Linked DNA regions of Sus scrofa: region 2 is linked to region 1. A link is a contact called in public HiChIP or PLAC-seq data. All regions are on one chromosome and are shown on one strand. Each heading gives the region's core, a stretch centred on a gene start, on an enhancer-like site or on the middle of the called end of the contact. The rest is flanking DNA. Distances are from core to core; before and after follow the strand shown. Region 1 holds the start of PIGY (phosphatidylinositol glycan anchor biosynthesis class Y). Region 2 holds the start of HERC6 (probable E3 ubiquitin-protein ligase HERC6).

What was found. HiChIP or PLAC-seq counts read pairs in DNA pulled down with a chosen protein or histone mark.
Region 2: a contact with region 1 is called in an H3K27ac HiChIP or PLAC-seq map of alveolar macrophages. The contact joins the promoter of HERC6 here to the promoter of PIGY in region 1. A contact is called at or near these places in 1 of 47 Hi-C or Micro-C datasets (embryonic fibroblasts) and 1 of 2 datasets of contacts at active chromatin or transcription factors (alveolar macrophages).

What each region holds. Positions count from the first base shown.
Region 1 is chr8:130,526,306-130,529,570 of Sscrofa11.1, forward strand. It overlaps PIGY (phosphatidylinositol glycan anchor biosynthesis class Y), which reads left to right and starts at 1,266. Exons shown (of 2, transcript NM_001271967.1): 1 at 1,266-1,540; 2 at 2,639-3,265. The coding sequence starts at 2,870. The coding sequence ends at 3,085. It overlaps PYURF (PIGY upstream reading frame), which reads left to right and starts at 1,266. Exons shown (of 2, transcript NM_001271968.1): 1 at 1,266-1,540; 2 at 2,639-3,265. The coding sequence starts at 1,338. The coding sequence ends at 2,780.
Region 2 is chr8:130,664,033-130,667,367 of Sscrofa11.1, forward strand. It overlaps HERC6 (probable E3 ubiquitin-protein ligase HERC6), which reads right to left and starts at 1,559. Exons shown (of 22, transcript XM_021100765.1): 1 at 738-1,559. The coding sequence starts at 936.

The sequences.
Region 1 (3,265 bases), core at 16-2,515:
GCTGCAAAGAATAGAGAAAATAAAAATGACAACATATGCCATTAACTGAGCATTCATTTGCCACAGGCATTTTTCTAAATACTCTTTGCATTCATTAGCACATTTTAAGCCCCAGGATGGAATTATATGAGGTAGGAACAATAATTAATCTAATTACACAGATAAGAAAGCTGGGGAGGGAGTTCCCGTCGTGGTGCAGTGGTTAACGAATCCGACTAGGAACCATGAGGTTGCGGGTTTGGTCCCTGCCCTTGCTCAGTGGGTCAAGGTTCCGGCGTTGCCGTGAGCTGTGGTGTAGGTTGCAGACGCGGCTCGGATCCCGCGTGGCTGTGGCTCTGGCGTAGGCCGGCGGCTACAGCTCCGATTCGACCTCTAGCCCGGGAACCTCCATATGCCGCGGGAGCGGCCCAAGAAATGGCAAAAAGACAAAAAAAAAAAAAAAAAAAAAAAAAAGAAAAAGAAAAGAAAGCTGGGGAGTTAGGAGATTTGCGGGAGCCCTACAACTAGTAAACGATGCACCTGGGACCAAGGTGTCAGGCCCGGACCCCCGGCACTTACCTCCTACACTATAAGAAAGAGATCAAATCCGCATCATTTTCTGGGAGAGTCAGAAGCAAATGCGGGGCGAGAAAAAAACCACTGTGTGGATCACCCACTTAATTAAAGGACACAGTTACTTAGACTCCTTGCGGTTTCCAAGCTCATTTACAGAAGCAAATGAGTGGTGCTATTATTATGCCATTGAGCCCAGGGTAAGAAACTGGGCATCTTAAGTTTAAGAGGACTAAGCCATTCTTTTCCCGTTCTTATATTTTTTTTAATGAAAGGAGAAAAAAAAAAAGCCAAACAAGGTTATAGGAAGTGTGGTACTGCAAAGACTGACAGATACACATAAAACAAGTAATGCTTTTTAACATACCCAGTGTGACAGTGTGTTGGAAACCTCCTTTTGGTGATAACCACGGAGGTCCAAGTCTATCACTGTGTGACTCTGAGGTCCGGCCACTGGCTTCCTGGAGGCCCTGCGACAGGCCCTGGTGAAAACTCAGGACGCCTCCACTTGAGCGTGGGTTTTGTCTGCAACCTGCAAACGGGCAGGAAGAGCCGCAGAAAGCCCAGGCTGCAGGCGGGGCTCTCCATACCGAGCGGTGCCGCGGGAAAAGCAGTCGGGTCCCGAGCGCCCTCGGAACCAAAGAGCGGGCCTCCAGCCGTCGGGGGCAGCGTTTCCCGAGCACCGGGGGGCGGGGCCTGGCCGCCTGGGCGGGACTCCCCGGGATCGGCTGGAGCGGCCGGAGCGGCCCAGGGGGTGCGGAGGTCCGCGCGCCGGCGGCCAGACCATGCTGAGCGGAGCGCGCGGTCGGCTCGCCTTAGCGCTGCGAGGGACACGCGCGCCGCCGTCCGCGGTCGCCAGGAGGTGCCTGCACGCTTCGGGCTCGCGGCCGTCCGCGGACGAGAACAAGAAGGAGGGGAAACCGCCACGCGCCTTCGACCCGGCGCTGCTGGAGTTCTTGGTGTGCCCGCTGTCCAAGAAGCCGCTCAGGTAAGATTCGTCCGCTGCGGCTTTTCCCTGGTGGCCCCCTGTCGCCGGGGAGACGTTCAGGTCACCCGGGTGTTCTTCGCTGCCATGTTTTGGACCCGGGCCCGCCAGCTTCCCGGGTACTCGCTCCGCCGCGGGAAGGGCGGGAGGAGGCCCCAGCCGAGCCCCAGGCCTCCCGGACCAAACCGGCCACTCGCAGGCCTGGATCCTGGCGGGCAGCTTCTCCGCCGGCAGCGTTTTAGAATCTCGGGGGAATCCTTCTTAAAACGCAGATCTCTAGGCAACGCCCCACCCGGGCTCAATCCGAAGGCCTTGGGGCCGAGCCAGAGCAACTGCGTATTTTCTTGAAAGGATCCCAAGTGATCTTCCTGTACAGCCAGGGTTATGAACTCGGGATTCGGAAGACTAATCCATGGCATTCAGATTTTTAAGGCAAGGCGATGAAAAATGTGATAGCTTCCAGATTGTTGCGAAAACGCCGGGTAGGATCTTAAGCGCATCAGCTACGTGTGCGGCCCTTTGGTTTTTAGTTCTCGACCAGCCGGTTCTGTAAAGGCCTTCTTAACCTTTCACCTAGACTCTTTAGGATAAACATCTCTGCAGTTGCAGGCTGCTAAACCTGAACGTGGACAATACTAGCAAACACCGCAGTGTCATCAGTGGCTGCCTTTGGGTGGTAGATTGCTGCTTCCGTGGTTTCCTTCTCATGGATCAGTGAGGCAGGTGTTCTGATAAGCGAAGAAGCTGAATTTTCCTCTCGTGTCTGTTCCAGTAGTAAATTAGCTGGGATCGTTTGAGGGTTTAAAAGAGTCATGAAGGAATATTTGGATGAAAAGGAGAGATCTTTTCTTTTTTTTTTTCCACTAAGGCATAGCTTAAGAATAACGTGAAAAAGAAAATGAGAGAAACAGACTAAAATGGGAACAATTAGAGATTCCTTTTCTAAGAGAAATGGTTGAATTGGCTACTGCTGCTTTTAGAATGAAAAACAGTCTAATTCTGCTTTTCTGGCTCTAACTGTGTGAAGAATTGGATAAATGTTACTGTTTATTGAACCTCAGACTCTTCCGGGATTCATTTTGGTTTTCTTCTGCCCCTCAGATATGAACCATCGACAAATGAATTGATTAATGAAGAGCTGGGAATAGCCTATCCGATTATTGACGGGATTCCTAATATGATACCACAGGCAGCTAGGATGACACATCAAAATAAGAAGCAAGAAGAAATGAAGCAGCACTAGGTCATACGTAAACACAACACAAGGAAATTTTCTAAACACCATCCACCTTCGAAGAAGCCAGCGTGGCGGGTGGTGGGTGGGAGAGAAGAATGTTTCTGTCTCTTCCCACGCTGACTGTCCTTGTCCCCCTGGTCTCTCTGGGAGGACTGCTGTACTCCGCCTCCGTGGAAGAGAGCTTCCCCCAGGGCTGCACCAGCACAGCCAGCCTGTGCTTCTACAGTCTGCTCCTGCCCATCACCATCCCCGTTTACGTGTTCTTCCACCTCTGGACTTGGATGGGTATTAAACTCTTCCGGCATAATTAACGCAGCCGGAGCCACGATGGTATTTAAACTCATGATATGCTTGAGTGAGTGTGTCCGAAAGCTCCGCCACATGGAAATACTGGAAACCCAGACTTTGCAGGAAAGAGGCTTTGCTTATTAGCCTTTGTCAGAGGTTTAGGACTATGTGACGTTTAAGCTGCAAGAGGCTTCTTTCTTGTA
Region 2 (3,335 bases), core at 309-2,808, 140 kb after region 1:
GTTAGTGATTTCTCTTTTTGTTTGTTGTTGTTGTTTGTTTGTTTTTGCTTTTCAGGGCCGCACCTTCTGCATATGGAAGTTCCCAGGCTAGGGGTTGAATCAGAGCTGCAACTGCCAGCCTACACCACAGCCACAGCAATGCAGGATCCCAGCAGCGTCTGCAGCCTACACCACACATCACTGGCAACTCCAGATGCTTAGTCCACTAAGTGATGGAACCTGCATCCTCTTGGATCCTAGTGGGGGGGTTGTAACCACTGAGCCGGGACGGGAACTGCAATGATTAGCGATTTCTTTCCCTATTTTTCTACAATGATAGTAAAATCGCTACCACATATATTTACATAATACATATGTTAACTACTATTAGGTACATTAATTTTAGGGAAAAAAGAGGCCCTACAGTAATTCTGAGGGAGTTACAGGTGCCCAAAGCACAAAGCACGTTTGGAAAGTTACTCTGTTCAGATAGATTCGCGCAGGTAAGGACTGGTCTCGAAAGGCAACTTTGCTCAGAGGCAGGCAGTCCAATTTAGTTTGGCTTTCAGTTTCCTTTTGAAAATAAAACTACTAGAAACCGAAACAAACCCGAGGCTCCTCGGGAAAACGAAACTGGTGAGTTGCGCTCTGGCTGCGCGGAGCACCGTTCTCCCGGCTCCTATGGCCAGGCGGACCCAAGGCTCCCAGCCCCGCCACCTGCCTGACCCCGCGCCCCGCACCTGCGTCCCGGCGCTCACCTGGTCGCTCCCCGCGCTGCACGCCCTTCCGGCCCAGCTGGCCGTGGCTGTTGTCCCCGCACGACTGGACCGCGCCGTTGCTCAGCAGCAGCAGAGAGTGCCGCTCCCCGCTGGCCGCCTGCAGCAGCGCGTCGCCTCCCGGGCCCGCCGGCCCCGGGTTCTGCGACCTGGGGCGGTCCCCGCTCCAGCAGAAATACATCGCGCTCCCGCACACAGCCGCCTGCCCGAGTCCTTGCGCTCCTGCCCGCTCGGCCAGCAAGTCAGACGGATGTGCGCTGACTTTCCGGAAAACACCAGGCTAAGTGAACCGCGCCCTTGCTGAAAGCGCGCTGGGGTCCAGCTCGCTCCCCGCCCTCTGTCCCCAGCACTGCCCCGGCACTCGTCATCCCGACGCCTCCCCACGAACCGCTTTCGGAATCAAACGTAAGCCGGCAAGTGCTAAGGAGCAGAGGGACCCCAAAAGAAAAGCGTCTGGATTTGCATCCTAGCTAAGCCGTTTACAAGCTGTGCGACTCTGAGCAAGATACTTAACGATTCTGTGCCTCCGCTACCATGCCAATGAAATGTGGACAGTAATACAGCAAATCTAACATAATTTAATAGATAATATTGTGTTGGAATAATGCCTAGAGTACTTAGTAAAAGCATCAGCATGCCTCTTCTAGACTGTTTTTGGCACTGAAAGTGCAAAATCCTCGTGATGCTTGTATTCATTCTCCTGTTTACATGCAAATAAACAGTAAAATGTCAAGTGGCCACATGAAGAAAAATAAAACAGTAAAGGAACAGAGGATAGGGACAGAAAGAATTAGCGTTTTTGATAAGATATCAGGGAAGGGCTCTCTGATGAAGTGACATTTGAGCAGAGAGCCAAGGGCCTGGGAAAGGAAATGAGTGAAATGAGTCATGTTCATATCTGGGATGAAGGGTGAAGTGGAGCATTTGGAGACTTTTGAGCAGAGAAGTGATATGATCTTTAACTTTAAAAGAATTACTCTGGGAGTTGCCGTCATGGCTCAGCAGTTAGCGAACAGACTAGCATCCATGAGGACGCAGGTTCAATCCCTGGCCCCACTCAGTGGGTTAAGGATCCGGTGTGGCCGTGAATTGCGGTGTAGGTCACAGACACTGCTCAGATCTGGCGTGGCTGCGGCTGTGGCTGTGGCACAGGCCGGTGGCTACAGCTCTGATTCGACCCCTAGCCTGGGAACCTCCCTATGCCGCAGGTGCAGCCCTAAAGAGCAATAAATAAATAAGTAAGTAAATAAATAAATAAATTTATTTTAAAAAATCACCTGGAGAACAAAACTGTAAATGTAATGTGCAGTTTCTGTCCCCAGTACTAAGTACAGTGTGTGCCACAGTAAAAGAACTCAAATGTCAGCGAGATAGTGAATAAAGAAATAGAGAAAATTCTAGAAAAAGTAGAATTCTCAGTTGACTGTGTTCACGCACTTGGAAACCGTAGCTCCCATCTATAATCATGTTTACCATGGGTTGACTAATTTATATAAAATATCTAATTTGATTCTTTCAAGGGGTTTTCTCAGTTAAGGTTCTGTGGGTTGCGAGTGACGGAAAACATGACCTAAGTTCGCCTAAGCAAAAGGGAAATTTACTGGTAGATTGTATTGTTATTATTCAAAAATATTTGCTGTCCTCTCCACCCTGTGGCGTCAAGTTGGAGCATGTGAATTTGCTCTGGCCAATGGCATGCAAGCAGGAAATGTCTTCCAGGCAGACCATTTAAGAGCCAGTACTTGGCAGACACTGTAAGTCGACTATGGTGGAAAAAATAAAAATCATTTTCAAAAGGGCCAGTTCTTATTTTCCCTACTCTCTTTTTTCCTCCATGACAATAATTGGTGATTTTCTAGATAGAGATTGTTCCATCATTCTGGGTCCCAGGTCAAAACAAAAAAAAAACAAACAAGCTTCAACAGGGTTGCAGCTAATCGATGTACTATAAATGAGAGAGAAATCTTTGTTCTTATAAGCCCCTGAGCTTTTGGGGGGTGTTCCTTAGCCTCTTCTGACGGTCACATAACGGAGACGCCTGTCGGCACGGCTGATTTCAGGAAGTGCTGTCAACAAGGACTGTCAACACAGTTCTGATCGTGTCACTTAACTTTTTGCAGGGTGGTCGGCCTAATGGTATGGAATGATAAACGCAAAATCTTCTGTGTGTAATTTAAGGCCCTCTGTGATTCGCTGGTAACTGCAATTTCATTCATTCATTCTCTCTCTCCCTTTCTCTCTGTCTCTGTCTCTGTCTCTGTCTCTCTCTCTCTCTCACACACACACACACACACACACACACAGTTTACTGTCACAATGAACAGCTCGCCTTTTCCTACTTGATTTTTTCCAAATCCACGCCTTTGTTCATTCTGTATCATTCCGAGAAGAGGGTTTTCTTCTCGCCTTTTCTGTTTATGAAACGATGTGTGTCTCAAATGCCCCATCTCTGTGAAGTGCTTCGTGGACTCCACAACATCCAGGACGGCTTTCTGGGCAACGGACGATGACCTCCGAAGCCACGCTCCCCCCGACGTGACACTGCTCTCACTCCGTACCGCTCTGCTGTGTCACCATGGC